2 separate regions of the Pan troglodytes genome follow, and region 2 is linked to region 1. A link is a contact called in public capture Hi-C data. All regions are on one chromosome and are shown on one strand. The core of a region is the stretch at or near the end of the contact, and the rest is flanking DNA. Distances in the headings are between cores, read along the strand shown. Region 1 has its middle 110 kb from the start of MIR30D. Region 2 overlaps KHDRBS3 (KH RNA binding domain containing, signal transduction associated 3).

Region 1 (2,970 bases), core at 73-2,572:
CTCACTGTAGTGAATCCAGAGGGAAGGAGGTCATCCCTGTCTTTACTTTGGAGCAGGTGGCAGAGCCTCTCGCTCTTTTGCTTTAGCTATTGGTTGGTGGAATACAGCACTAATGGCAGTTAATTGCATTATAAGAGTGACAGTGTATTAGCATTTTAAATAGCAACGGTGCCAGTTAGACTTTGTTGGTTGCAAGCAACAGAAAGTCCATCTGGCTAACTTTAGGGAAAAAAAATAAACCCAGGGAAGGATATGGAGTAGCTCTAAGCATCTGCAGCAAAGCGGAACAGCCTGCTTCAGAAAGGTCAGCAAGGAGAGCAGCTTCCAGGTCCTGGTCACCACCAGGAGAAATGGCTCTAGCCATTTATTCTTTCTCAGTTTCTGCTTCCTGTAACTCCACTCAAGACTCAGATTCCTGGAGGAGAGAACCTGACTGGCTAAGCTTGAGGTTCATGCCCACATTTGACAGTCCCACTGAAACTTCACATCCTGGGGGAGCAACTCCCAAATGGGAATCAGGGTGCAGCTGCCAGAAGGAAGTAGAATGGCTGGTGAGCAGGCAACTACAACCCTTGTCCAAGAAAATAATCACTAGAGACCTTGTGGGTACAGGAGCCAAGAGTCATGCAAATGGTGGGATGTAGATTGTGCTTTCCAAAGATGGTTGCACCAATATAAATATCATCACATATACTTTTCTTAGAGTGTGACACCCCTTCATCAAGGAGGATCTCTGTTATCTTCCCTTGAACCCAGGCAAACTTTTGTAACTCCCTCAACCAATAAAATGTGGCAGAAGTGATGCTGCATGGTAGGCGTCCCCCTGGCTCACCCGTCCCCCTGGCTCACCCACTCTGTGTCAGCATGCAAGCCTTTGGGAGCTGTGAGCCACCATGTTGAATAGGACATTCAGAAGGGTTGAGATCCTAGCTATATGACAGGCACTATGATATATGTTCTCATTCTCAAGTTTTAATGCTCATAACAACACTGAAGATAGGTGGCATTATTCTCTCCCTGCAGGAAAAATAAAAATTAAATTAAAAACCATGAGACTCAGACAAGAAGAGATTTGCTAGGATTGATACCCAGGTCACTCCTGACTCCAGAGATCCTAAGTCTTTTTTTTTTTTTTTTAACCAGTAACTCGACCTGATTCTCTGATGATGTTTCTGTTTTCTAAAAGCACCCCAGTTATGCTGCCTAGTGAAACCAGCTGGAGGTAAGCTTGGAAGGCCAGGGATCAGGACCCAGATCTGCCTTGAAATCACTGTGTGACCTTGACCCCACTCTGAGACCATTTAATCATAAAGAGGGACAGCAAGCCTGGCTCTGAGACCTTGCAGGGGTGGAGTGGGGATCAGATGTGTTTCCAGATATAAAAATGCTTTAAAGAGGAAAACGGCCCAACCAATATAATACAGTACTTCTCCTGCGTGCATCAGATCTTGCTGAGAGCAGAATTCTAAAACCGTCTGAACTCTCTAAGCATTCAGAACTTGTGGAGAGGAAGAACAAGGTGTATAATTTTTTGTTGTCATTGCTTTAGAAGCTCAAAGTAGGATTGGAAAATCGTGACTTCTAAGGCTCACAGCTTTGAGTTTCTGCGGACAGCTGGGCCTGGAGATGATGTCATCTGGCATGAGTGAGAAAGCCTCCCTTTAGCAAAAAGTGATTTGCAGGAAGGGAATTTCTGCACTCTGCGTGTGGGCAAGAGATGACCAAATGTTCCCTGACATTCGTGCTTGATTACCTGTAAAATGAGGCCCCATCCTTAACCGTCCATGGGGAGAACAGAATATCAAACCACAGGAGACCATGTCCACTCTAACCCCAAAACTGAGATCCTGCATGTGAACATACTTTGAAAACAGAATATCGAGAAAGAATTTGAAATATATATGAAGATTTACAGGCATGCTTATCAGGTCACTGTTTACAATATAAAAAGTAGACAGAGCCTGACACTTCACATGAGTGAATTGATCAAATCAATTTTATGATATATCCATGTATTAGAATATTGAGATGCTACTAAAAGGATGTTTGCAAAGACTTTTTAATGGGTTGAGGAAATATTAATAATGTTGAAGGTAATGCCAGGGGACAAAGCGGCCTGAGCATAATGGCTGAGCTCCAGACGTACACGAGTAACTGATTGGGATGAGAAAGAACACAGCCAGCAGACAGGGTTAGGGAGGAAACTGACTTTTCATCATTCATCTTTTAGTAACTTTTGAATCTTCAGATGGAGAAGAGCCATCGATTCCTAGTGCAGTAAAGTAAATAAGACCCACACTAAGACAAAGTATTCTAAGATCCTGCGAACTTCCACATCAAGAAACAAAGTCATGTACAAAGAAACTGGAATCAGAATACCATCAGACTATTTTCAATGGAAGGATTAAAATAAAGACATTTGCAAATATTTGCAGTCAAGAAGTTATCTTTTCTGTTTGTTTGTTTTTAGGAGACAGGGTATTGCTTTGTTACCCAAGAGTGCAGTGGCAGGATCATAGCTCACTGCAGCCTCAAACTCCTGGGCTCAAGCAATCCTTCCACCTCAGCCTCCCTAGTAGCTAGGACTATAGGCGTGAACTACCACAGCCAGCTAATTTTTTTCATTTTTTTACTTTTGTAGAGACGGGGTCTCACCATGTTGCCCAAACTGTTCTCAAACTCCTGTTCCCAAGCAATCCTTCCACCTTAGCCTCCCAAAGTGCTGGGATTACAGGTGAGCCTCCACACCCAGCCTAAGAAGTTACCTTGTTATCCTGTATGCAACTTTTCTTGGAAAGCTACTGGAGGTTACACTGGAGCAATCCAAGAAAGTAAGTCAAGAGGAATATAGGAAATGTAATGCAGGCAAAGGGAGGATCTAAACAGCACAATATCCAGGCCTGGAGGAGCCCCACTCTACACTGGGGAAGGGGCCAAAACATACCTGGAGGAAGGTCTTCAGGCAAATAA
Region 2 (3,063 bases), core at 144-2,643, 710 kb before region 1:
GAGTGGAGCCCGGTCTCTCTTCCCCACTGCAAAGTCCCAGTGCAGTGGTCCATGTATCTATTGCAGTGGTCCTGAATAAAGTCTGCCTTACTGTGCTTTAACAAGTGTCACCAAATAATTTTTTTTTTCTTTACAGGGTTGTAGCTTCACTTTTTCACCCCTGTCTCTACTCTTTTTTTTGTTTTTTTTTTTCTTACCATGGGGTCTTGAGAATTAAGTATTTACGGGTCTATGGGGGTAATTTGGGTTGATATCCCTTGTTTTTTGTTGATGTCTACATAGTACTGTGTTAGAAGTATTTTTGTTGACAGTTTATAATGCTCAATTTCTATTAGCACTTTCTGAGACCCTTTATGTTCTATTTAGTTTATGATCACTATAGGAGCCAAACAGTTCTTTGGAGAATTTATACTTTTTCAGAAACATAGACTAAAAATATTATGGTAGTTATTAGGATTGTAAATAAGACATCAAATATAAACTAATTCCACTTAGCTTAGAATAAAATAAAGACATTTACCAGGGGTTTCCAGGAGGCAGAAATGGTCTGTGAAGATTCAAGCCATGTCGGGGCAGAGGAAGGGCTCTGAGGGCTGAGGTCATTATCACCCATTCGTTTTGATTCACTATACTAGCTATTCCGAAGCTGTGTATCCACAGGAAGTAATCAACATCTATTTTTGAGCCAATGTGTATTAGAATAATTCCAATATTGTAAAGAATAGTTTATATTTCTCTTCATAGTAACTGTGTCAAAATATTGTTACTCATTAAATGTGTGAAGTTAGATAAACAATACTTTTGTTTTATACTGTAATGTTAGCATTATCAAGGTCATTACAAAAATCAATGGGGAAATGTACCTGAACTATACTGAATTTTTTTATGGGAATTCTCATTTGTACTCTGATTTGAATGCAAGGTATTTGAAAATTGGAAGAAAAAAATTCCTAATTTGTAAAACCTCCAAAGATAAACTTGTTTCTGTAACACAACAGTGTCATAATAATGAGGACCTCAGGAGTTTAAAAGTCACTATGGAAAGAAGCCCTTCCACACAACAGATCATACCCAACGGTAGCCAGGCTGCCTTGCTGTCTTACTCAGGTTTGTTTTCAGGTAGGATATGGCTGTTGACCTTACCGACTCTCAGTGTACAGGAAATACTGACACTGACCATCCACAGGAAAGAAGCCCTTTGCAAGGTTTCCTCTCTCACTATAAAACATTTGCTCGCACAGTCCTTGCAGGTTTCCCAGAACCTGCTCTTCGTAGCCACTCTTGTGTGAAACAACAAGCAGAAGGAATTTAGAGCTGCAGAAGGATGGCAGGAACTCGGGCTCACACTGTGCTACCTCCCTATGCAAACCATCTCATTCAGTCCTCAAGCAGAGACAACAGAGTGGACAACAGACTTCCCTCTACACAGTTTACAAAGACTACGTGCTTTCCTGTCTCTTTCAGCCTTCAGGCCGGCCCTCTAAACGAGAATCTTTTTACACTGTTCTCACAAGTAGAAACAGTTACACATTTTATAAAAGGAGGCTTAGAGAGGTTAAATAACTCACCTCAAATTACAGAGCCAGTAAGTGTTAAAGTTGGCGTCTGACCATAGGTCCGTCAGACTTAACCACTGTGGCACCGGTCTCTGTTTCTGATAATACATCGGCATAAATAAAAATGTTTTTGAACTTGTAACTGTAATGTGCTTATGCATACTATAATATTACTAAGCTATATTTTAAATAACATACAAACATTAAAATAGGAATTTAAAAAGTAGAAATATGAGGGGCCGCTTTCCAGTTCTCTTTCTGCGGCTTGTGGACTGTCTTGTTGTCTTGCTTACCCCTAAGTGAGTATGTGCCAGAGACAGACACAGCCAGAATCATTTAACTCAGTGCTGTCTATGAGAAGACGCTGTAATAGAGAGCTTTCCAGTAGCCACATGTAAAAAAAGTAAAAAGAAATAGGTGAAATTAATTTTAATAATTTTTTTAACATTCTTTTTGTCATACAAAGTCTCTGGAATGTGGTGTGAGTTTTACACTTCCAGCACATCTCAATCTGGACTGGCCACGGGTCAAGGGTCCACAGCTCCATGTCTAGTGGCTGCCATGGGGGACTGAGCAGCTTTTACCTCTGCTCTGTGCTCCCTCCTACTGCATAAAACGTCAAAGAACATTTGCAGAACAGCTTTGTACTCTAAAAGGAGGCCAAGTGAAGAATTCTTCACTAATACTGAACTATAACTGTAGCATTGCACGTACTTTCAAATTCTGAATTGAGAGAACTATTTACGTATGAAATCTTACGGAACCTGAATTGTCAAAATCAAGACATGTTAGATAAGACATCAAGTGCTATATGGCACTGCCCACCAGTGCATCTGAAAACTGGGTGCTCCTTGACAGCAGTGGCAGTAAATGCTATTCACTGAAGGGATCTCATGTAAAAGTGGAAAAACAAATTTCTTAATTTCACTAGTCTAAGCCTACGACTGTAATATGTATATTTAATATAAATTAAATTCCCTATTTGCTTAAGGTAGTCCAAATTTGATAAGGCAAAACTTCTAGTGCATATTGAAGCAGAATTCCTAAGAGATTTTAAAGCATCACAAAGTATTAGATTTTTGAATACTGTATATGGGAAATATAAACAGGAATGAGTCCCAGCAACTGTAATCAAAACCATGACGAAAGGAGAGCTGAAAGGCAATGGAGACAGTATAAAAGAGAATGTTTTGGCACCGAGGTGATTTCTTTGGGCTTTACTTCTCTGAATTTGGGAATGAGGAACTTCACTTCTCTGAATTTGGGAATAACATTTTTAAACTTGAATTTAGCAATATCGAAGGGGATGCAGAGAGGGGAGATAATTTATGTAAAGTAGATGAAATAATGCCAAGCACAAAGGAAATCTAAGATGATGGCCGTGATGATTTCCTTGTTAATGTCTACTATTCGATAATGGGGATGATCTGAAAATCTGCTATCCTAACTAGTTCATACCAGGTTCCTAATTCTGAAACATGCAGTGTTGTGCTTAAACCGGTGTTAG

What was found. Capture Hi-C pulls out chosen DNA fragments and counts their contacts.
Region 2: a capture Hi-C map of stem cell-derived neural stem cells shows a contact between it and region 1, with 2.6 times the contacts expected there. The contact joins two enhancer-like sites. A contact is called at or near these places in 1 of 7 Hi-C or Micro-C datasets (stem cell-derived neural progenitor cells) and 1 of 1 other capture datasets (stem cell-derived neural stem cells).

What each region holds. Positions count from the first base shown.
Region 1 is chr7:145,177,588-145,180,557 of NHGRI_mPanTro3-v2.0_pri, reverse strand. No RefSeq gene overlaps it. Among named protein-coding and RNA genes, the nearest start is that of MIR30D, 110 kb to the right of the region's middle. Within about 2 kb of position 1,322, at least 4 of the 24 cell types and tissues checked have an H3K27ac peak or open chromatin away from gene starts, as enhancers often do. A contact at or near this core is called in stem cell-derived neural stem cells, where this site is marked.
Region 2 is chr7:145,884,086-145,887,148 of NHGRI_mPanTro3-v2.0_pri, reverse strand. All of the region lies in intron 7 of KHDRBS3 (KH RNA binding domain containing, signal transduction associated 3), which reads right to left. Among named protein-coding and RNA genes, the nearest start is that of KHDRBS3, 160 kb to the right of the region's middle. Within about 2 kb of position 1,393, at least 3 of the 24 cell types and tissues checked have an H3K27ac peak or open chromatin away from gene starts, as enhancers often do. A contact at or near this core is called in stem cell-derived neural stem cells, where this site is marked.